3 separate regions of the Anser cygnoides genome follow, and all the other regions are linked to region 3. The links are chromatin contacts, called in public Hi-C maps. All regions are on one chromosome and are shown on one strand. Each heading gives the region's core, a stretch centred on a gene start, on an enhancer-like site or on the middle of the called end of the contact. The rest is flanking DNA. Distances are from core to core; before and after follow the strand shown.

Region 1 (2,856 bases), core at 204-2,703, 510 kb after region 3:
GTGAAGGTTTGCAAAGCATCCCAACAATTTTTGGTCTCTGTCCTCCATGGCAATGCTGTCCATATCGGCCATTTTTAATATTGCAAACAGGTACACTTTTCGGTATGCTAGCTTTTAAGCTCATTTTAAAAAAATGCATAGGAATTCATTCAGAATTAAGAGCTTCCACCTGTTGAGGAACTGTTGTATAGTGTTTCAGAGATCCTCCCAACTTGAAATTCCATCTGCAGTCCCTACACAAGGAGCCCTGTTTTTTTCTGGGTAGGGACTTTGATCCTGCCTGGAAGGCACACAACTGCTCACTGTCAATCAGACCTATAACTTGGGAGTCCTCTTTGACTCCAGTCTGTTTTTTTAAACCTGTTTATCTTGATGGATATGAATTCTGTTTCCTTTTCTTCTCCAAAGTCTTGTTATCTCTGTCCATATCACAGATGGGCTTTTTTAGGCTTTTATTATGTCTCATCCTGCTTATGACTTTTTTTTTTCCTATGCTTGTTGTGACCTGTCAAAGAGGTTCCTTGAAACACTATTGTTACACTTATCTTCCTGGACTCTTTTGTAGTTCCTTTTTGTACTTCCATCTCTAGTGTACCTCCATAGATTTCCCTGTGTCTGCAAGCCCTCTAGCCCTCTGAGAGCGCAGTCTGACAATTTTTTTTGGCAGCAGTGCTGGCCTAAGACAGTCTCTGCTCACAGCCATTCACTCCTGTCCCTTTGATATCCCTGCTAGTTTGCTGGCACAGTCATTTTGCTCGGCTGCGTGGTAATCCAGATTAGGAACCTGATTTGGCTGAAAAGCAACAGGGGGGAGGGAGGAGAGGCACCTTTTCCAGCTGCCTGTTTCTGTGGTGTGGTCTGTCAAACAGCATTTTGGCTGGTGCCACGGAGGGGTTAGGTCAGGGGCAGATCGAAGCGCTGAGAGATGAGCAGCTGCAGGCTGCAATGGCTTGTGCTGGTTTAGGTGGTACTGTTGCTAGCTGTTGAGCCGTGACCTGATTTTGACGATAGAGGTAAGCCAGCTAATAGCTAGCTGCTTCCGAAGGAGTAGTGCTGTGCCTCCTTCTTCTCCCCTCCTCCTGGATTCCTGTGACTTCCCCTGTGCCAACACCGATGCTTACCTAGCTCCCCAGCAAGCCAGATGTGGGAGCCAGCCGATCGCAGAAGTATTCGCCGCTTCTTGTAAGGGTTTGCCTGGCTGTTGTGCTGCATGCCCATGGAGCCTGCCCTCTCAGCAGCAGCTGGGTGCTCTGTCAGCTCAGCTGCATTCTCAGTTGCACAAAAACACTTCACAAACTTTGTCTTTTCCTGTCATCTGCTGTCCTCTTCTCTCACAGTCTCCTTATCTAGTCCATCTGCTTTTCTTGTAATTGTGTTAATGATGTCCTTTTGGTCACCCTCAACATACGGAATATCTTCCCTGAGGCAATCACTGCATCCTTCAAATCTCTCAAGATTTGAAGATGCCACAGTAAACTGCTAGCTGATAATGCCCAGTTTAGTTGCTTGTAGGAATTACGGATTTCATTACTGGACTTAATGTGTCTGTGTATTAGCTTGAAATAGGTATGCTCTGCCAGTTTATCTGAGAAACTAAAAGGGTTTAAACTGCTACAGAATCTTTTTTTTTTTTGAAAAAAATCAAAAACACCACACAACCTCCCCCCAAAATACTCTCAAAGCTATGCCCTGAAGCAGATGTAATTCCCTAAGGTCACATATAAATAGCAGAGACTGATTTGCTGTTGCTTCGCACCTTGGATCATCATTCATGCTTGTGCAAATGGACACAGCATTGCTACTAAGCAGTTTACAGTAACATCTAACAGAATTGTAAATTGCTGCCCCAGAGACAAGATAGCAGGGAGTCAGCGCTTAAATGAGCAGCTGAGCATAGAGACCTGGGGAGTTCTTTTCACCTAGCTGTTCTTAGTGTTTGGGTTCTTTTTAGACACCTGTATAAGCATACCCTAAACATATTTTATTCTAGTATTTTGGCATGGTAAGCGTTTTTTTTTTTCCTATTCATTTAAATAGAAAAGGTATGGAAAAATAGCAATGAGTGAAGTTTCACATTGCCTTGGAAACAATAAAATAAAATGACTTGAATTTGTTATCATAAAAACACTCGTCAGGGCACCTCTAAACCGTGCAACAGAGCACAGGAAGCAGCGTCTGTAGAGTTGCATAGTGTTGGAATAGACTTGCAAGTCTGTAGACTTGCTGAGTGTTGCTGCACCCAAAGCACTTAACGCTGTTGGTGGGTGGTGCTAATTAGGCTGGACACAGTGCTAATTAGGTTGGACACAACACGGTGGTCATGCAAATACACCTGTGACTTTTTGGCTCAGACCTGGCTGGAGGATTCCGCACATAGTGCTGCATCGAGCCATATGTGCACGTCCAGCGAGAGAAATCGTTGGCTCGTGGCCTTTTATTCATTACCCCTGTAGGGTTTAGCTGCAGCAGCAGATGCATTTTTCATGTACAGGTGTCAGAAGTGGCTTTGTGCCAGCATTTACCTCCCTCTTGGTAAAAATAGAAGATGCCCTTTTAAGTGTATATTTCAGGCTGTGCGTTGTTGCTGTGAAATAACGGACGTCCAACCTAGCTGCTGCTTGAAACAGGTCTGTTTTACATCTTAATTAGAGCGGTAAGTATTGGTGGAGAGCAGGAAAGACACCAGGATGGTAATTTTTTCAGCCACCATAACTTTATAGAAATTGTGAGTCTACTGCAAGGTCACAGTGGCAGACAGCAGTGTGGCAAAGAGCAAAGCACAGTCTCCTCCACTACATTTATCAGGAGACCTACCTTTTCCCTCCAGTGAGACAAAGCAATGTTTCAGGTTAGAGA
Region 2 (2,828 bases), core at 77-2,576, 490 kb before region 3:
CCAGGAAAAGTTTTGTCTCAGTGCAATACAGCCCAGTTGCTCTCTAGATGGGTCACTAACTGCAGCATGAGAAGATCAAGCTGTCATGACACATTTGAGGGCAATCATCCTTTTCATCCAAACGTTGCTAGAAGATTAAAGAGAACCAAACACAAGAGACTTCTCAGTTAAAATAGAAGACATCCAAATGCAATTTTTCATAGATGCTCTATTACTGTATATATGAAGAATCTCAATGTCTACATTACCCAAGTCAGAAAGGATTATTTTAATCTTATTTAGTATCAACAAAACCAAAATAACCTCAGAGAAAGACAAAACAGAGAATACTTTCATACAAAGAAAGTATCAGCACAAGAAAAAATAGGAACTGCCTCTTTGAGAAGGAAATACATCTTTAAAATTGGCATGGATACCTAAACCGCATTGTGTTATCTATCTCAAAGAAGTTTATAAAGGTGTCTTCTACACCTTGTACTTCATCACAGCCGCAGTAAAAAAAGTAAAAGATCCTACATTCTCGTGGCTGGGGCAGGGGAAAGGGTTATTTGTCACAAGTCACTGATCTCTAATTAGAAACAGGTAAGGCATTTGAGCATCTCCAGCACTACCCATTTACATCACATCTGAATTTTTCACTGAGAAAGGACTACTGATGGCAGCAATATCTCCTTTTCTAAGCTCCTCTTTGCTGTGGTTCCAACTGGGTCATTCACATAGACTACTACTTCCCTAACAGGCAAGGGCAGACCCTCTTAAAGAGGGTTAAAGGCTCACAGCTTTGTACCTGACTCATTGAAACCCTTATGAAGAGTACAACAAAGGGGACAGATTACTTTGTTCACTCCACTTCTTATCAGATGTAAAACATTCTTATGGGAGCAGATTGCTTTCCTCATCCAAATTTTTTCAGTTAAAACCTCTGCATATCTTCCTACTGGTTGCTGTATCGTTAACTATTTCTGCAGCAACTGAACTTGCCAGAGAAGATTGGAGTGTAGGTGTACTCTTAGGCTTACTATATGAGCAAAACTACTGCAGCAATTACAGCTCACAGAAATATAAAATTCAAGTACTTGCCTTGTATCTTAGGTCATTAATAACAAACCTTAAGGCATCTGAGGATAGATCTGATTTTGGTGGGACAGAAAATTAGCAGCGCATGCCAACACTGCAGCAGTCCAGAGAGTGCACAACACCAGGCAGAATCAAGTTTAGCACCTCACAGGACAGTTTTACACATCAATAACCTGAGACAATATCTGCGATTTGGTATCTAGATCTACAAGGCCAACGTAGCTGAAGAGTGATCTGTTAGGCTGAGAGAAGTCTTCAAAATAGTACTGCAAGACTATGAGAACACTGAAATATTTCTTACGACCAGTGATTGTAACAGCAGATGTGTCACTACTGTACCTATTTCTGCAGCATACTTCTGTAACAAAAGTTTTCATTACTTCCAAGAGATTCCTTAAGAGACAAGCACTAAATAAACTAAAATATTACATTTTAAGGTAACTTATGACAGCATATGCAGGTTGTTTTCAAAAACAATAAATCCTGACAATTTTTTAAGAATTACAGCTTTAGCATAAAGATTCTTTGTAACAAGCAGTTTTTCCTGCCCTATTATGTTAGTAGGCTTTCTGAAGGACGAAACCCATATCTCAGCTAATAAGAATGCTTATGTCAGATTTTTTTCCCTTCTATTTCAGCTTTTGCCCAGCACTTCTTTCCTCTACAGCAAACAAACATTAATCAGTGACCTTTGCCCTGCCTGTGGATACCCCTGGTATAACAGCATGCTTGGCACAGTGGGCAATATTTGGAATGAAAGTAGTATCATACCAATCAAGTTAAACTATAACCCAGACTAACCTCAGTCCAAATTCTAAAAAGACAGCATTAGACAGCATCAAGTTTGGGATTTCTAAACTTGGAATTACAGCCAGATGTTATACGCCAGTAACGTCTTCTAGGCAGTACAAGGACTTGCAGCTTCAGAAAATCAGCTTGTAAAAGCCTAACTTCTCAAAATCATCTTCCTGGTTCCACCTGGAAGTGGCATAAAGGCACCAGCAAACAGAAATCCATGATGAGTTAAAGAAATTGGAAACATGTGGGTCCTAAGAGGGCATGTGACACAGCTGGGCCATGTGGACCCTGCACTTCTGCCAGGCATAAAATAGAGAACAGGAAAGAAGAGAAAGGGCAAAGTGTGATAGTTCTAAAAACAGGTGTTGTGAAGTAGGGAGTCAGGGGAGTTTAGGAGAATAGAAGCTAAAGCCTGAAGGGGAGTTACTGCAAATCTGTTTGAAGAGGGGCTCAGGTGGGTAGAAGGCTCCTGAGAAAGCTTCCCCAGGCTATGAGACAGCTGGGAAAAGCTGCTTAAAGCTAAGGAAAGTGACACTGCAAAAGCCCATAGAAGGTAACATATGAGAGGTTAACTGTTTCTAAGATTGTTACTCATTTTTCTTACTTCTGTAAATATACTTAAAATGTGGGAAATGCAGGTGGGGAGTTAACCACCCCCCAGCAAAAAGCTCAAGAACAGAAATTCGAGGCACCTCTCCTGCAGCTTATGCCACCATCACAGGCATCTGCCACTCATGGGCAGTTGCCCATCCACCACCATCCATTCTCCATTGCTGGAATAGCAATTTGACATGAAAAAAGACATTGCTGGAATTTTTAAGATGAACTCCCCCAAGTGTAAGTCACTGAGTTCGTAAACTCCTCTGCCCCCAAACATGCCAGTGCCTACAAACACAGAAAGCAGCAAACAGAAGCTGACCAAAGGCAGTAGTCACTCCAGGATAAGGCTTTCC
Region 3 (2,805 bases), core at 207-2,706:
ATTTTGTAACTCCCTGCGTTGTAAGCTCTGTTACTTGGGCACTTTTAACACGATGTACAGAGACTCCAGCTTTTCATTGCAGCAGCTGCGTAGGCTAAATGTGCTGATCAAGTCCTTCTGCTCCTTGTGCTGGCACCGAGTCCTGTAGGTGTGTTTTGCTCCTGGTTGACAGAGGTCCTTTCCCGTGACCAGCCCTCAGCCACTTAAAAGATACACTGAGCACCTTTCCAGCCGTGCTGGGTGATTCGATGCACACTGTGTGCTAGTGGTGGTGGTGGGGTGCCCCGCAGTTGTCTTTTCAGGTGGGGTTTTTGGAACAAAAGTTAATTTTTTGCACCATCACAGTGCCTTTTAATTCCGAAATATTCCAAGTGAATCCGCTGGAGCCATCCCATTAGCATCAGAGGGCATTACGTTAGCGTCTGAAAGCACTGAAAGTCTCTGTTTGCACCCGTTGGCAGTTTCGGGCTATTTAATATTTTGCTTTACACTTGCGTGTTTATCTTCTCGATTTTCTAAACACAGAGTTAAAGCACTGATGTGTCAGTACAAACTTTTCCTGTTAACTGCATTGAATAAATATTTTTTTCCAGGAATAATGCAACTTTATTTTCTAAGGCAGCTACCATCTGAAGAAGGCTGTGGCTTTTCAGGCGTATATGGAATAAACAGGTTGCATTCACCACTGCCGTAATTCTCCTCAACTTAGTGAATTTACACTAGGGATAAATTTGAGCAAATGTTTCCAGGCAGCCATCAATTTGCTCTGGTCTCCAGCTGAATGTTACAAAAGCCTAAAGTAGGTCTTGGGGATCTGTTTGGTAACAGAGAAAGAGATTTCATCGCTGTTGACAGCTGCTGGGTACATAAAAGACTGACTGAGCCGCAGAAATATCTTCCAGTGCTGATGTCCCTTGCGAGCAATTGCCAGCTCATTGCCCAAGAGGTCTGAAAGCCTGGGAATGTGTGCGGTGCAGCAAGGCGCGGTGCACCTATGGGGTGCCCTATGGATTTAGCAGCCCATGCCCTGGAAGCAGCAGAGCCTGTTAGCTAGGTTGGACACCCTGCTGTCACACCACGGGGCACACACAAACCATACCTGGGAACTTCGAACACAGTCTGCTCAGGGGACTGCAACGCAGTGGTTAAGTGGGAGAGGTTTGTCCCCTGGTCTTTGGGCAGTTACCCAGTGTTAATGCAAATATTCATTTTTTTTTTTTTATTTTTTTTCCTTCCTTTAAAGAAGCTGCATGGGTCCTGAAAAGAAGGAAGAAAAAGCTTTCATTCATGACTTTTGTACAGACATTCCTGATTGGAGGCCCTTTTTATTTACCAAGCCACGGTTCATACCTTTTGTGCCATTCGCAGCACTTCTATCTGCTGCTGTTGTGCTATCAGGCAGCTGCCTGAGGGGGATATGAAGTGTGGCCTCAGGCAAAAACAGGTAAAGTGAGAAAGAGGAAAGTATTTAAAGAGAATTTAGGAAGAAAAGCAGCCAGCTTTTCTGGATTAAATCTATTATAGTAAGACATAATCTTTCAAAGAAGCTGTATTAGCAGAGCCATCCTTAAACACCCTGGACAGAAAACTCAAGTGAGCGCTGTAGGAAATTGTCCAACCCTGTTAAAAGGGAGAAGTAAATTGCTTAATAAGCAATTCTCCATCTGTAGTCCCTATTAAATTTCACCCTAATCATTGTGCTTTATCAGCAATGGCTGTGATAGCATAAATCACACATCTTTTCAGGTCAGACAGTTCTCCCTCTTTTCCTGAGAAGTTAATTTTCCAGTTCTATTTTGGGAGCTCTGGTGCCTTTATTTAGCAGTGTAAATTTTAGTCTCCAGACACACAGAAGTGTATTTTGTAATAAGCTGGCTGAAGGCAACCTGCCAGTATTCAGTATCAGTGAAAAGTATTGTGACAAACTTAGGATTTTTAGACAGCTAAAGTCAACTAAGCTCAGATACTTGTTTAAGCACTCTGCTAAACAAGACTGCATTTAAGACTGTTTCTGTTTCAGTGGGTTTGTACTCTTAAATCTGTTTGAAATGCTTCGCAGTTGAGTGCTTAGCTCAATAAGCAAATAGCTGAACAACTAAATAAGCTGTATCTGAGGGGGCTATGTTTTCCTGTGGTTCTTGGAAAAGCACGTGCGTGCAAGGTGGTACAACCTGATCACTGAATGCACCGTGGAGTTTGGTAAACAAACAATCAAGGGTATCTCCCGCAGCATGAGGAAAGCTCTTCCAACACACACAGGCCTGTTGCAGCAATACTAGGTCTGGAACAAACAGTGAATTTGATTTTTTCCACTATTTGACCTAATCTTTGCCATCTTTTTGGTAGAAAATTGTATTCTCCCTATCTGACCTCTTCAAGGTTTTTGGGCTGCACTCAAAAAGGAGCTGAGGCATCACAGCTTTGAGGCTCACCCCAGGTGTCCCCCCAGACTAGCAGAGCCCTGACCCTCAAGTTAATCAAAGGAACTCCCTATGCAGTGCTGGGGGTACCTGGCATCCCTCAAAACAGGATCCAGAGGTGAGACATTATGTTTTCCTGAGTGGCTACTCTTAACAAGTGTGTAGGAGACTACATTTCTTCTCACACAAAGGCACTGATGCCTGATTCCTTTGGATAGCTTTTCCTGTGTGTTTCTTCTACTGTCTCTTTTGGGTACTTTTTTTTCTATGGCTACATCAGCGTTGCTTTCCACTTGAGGCATTTCATTGCGATATTTCAAGTTCTGCACGATTGCCATTCATCTTTTCTAGTGCATCATGAGCTAGCAAGCCTCAATCAGACTCC

What was found. A called contact is a pair of places that touch in the nucleus more often than the background predicts.
Region 1: a Hi-C map of liver shows a contact between it and region 3, with 2.8 times the contacts expected there. The contact joins two enhancer-like sites. A contact is called at or near these places in 2 of 7 Hi-C or Micro-C datasets (both in liver).
Region 2: a contact with region 3 is called in a Hi-C map of liver, with 2.1 times the contacts expected there. The contact joins two enhancer-like sites. A contact is called at or near these places in 2 of 7 Hi-C or Micro-C datasets (both in liver).

The regions. Positions count from the first base shown.
Region 1 is chr4:59,040,893-59,043,748 of Taihu_goose_T2T_genome, reverse strand. All of the region lies in intron 2 of LOC125184582 (a long non-coding RNA gene), which reads left to right. Among named protein-coding and RNA genes, the nearest start is that of CDKN2AIP, 6.8 kb to the left of the region's middle. Within about 2 kb of position 1,453, at least 2 of the 3 cell types and tissues checked have open chromatin away from gene starts, as enhancers often do. A contact at or near this core is called in liver, where this site is marked.
Region 2 is chr4:60,046,474-60,049,301 of Taihu_goose_T2T_genome, reverse strand. No RefSeq gene overlaps it. Among named protein-coding and RNA genes, the nearest start is that of TLR3, 19 kb to the left of the region's middle. Within about 2 kb of position 1,326, at least 2 of the 3 cell types and tissues checked have open chromatin away from gene starts, as enhancers often do. A contact at or near this core is called in liver, where this site is marked.
Region 3 is chr4:59,552,177-59,554,981 of Taihu_goose_T2T_genome, reverse strand. The region is part of intron 1 of LOC106035130 (a long non-coding RNA gene); the gene reads left to right. Among named protein-coding and RNA genes, the nearest start is that of HELT, 11 kb to the left of the region's middle. Within about 2 kb of position 1,456, at least 1 of the 3 cell types and tissues checked has open chromatin away from gene starts, as enhancers often do. A contact at or near this core is called in liver, where this site is marked.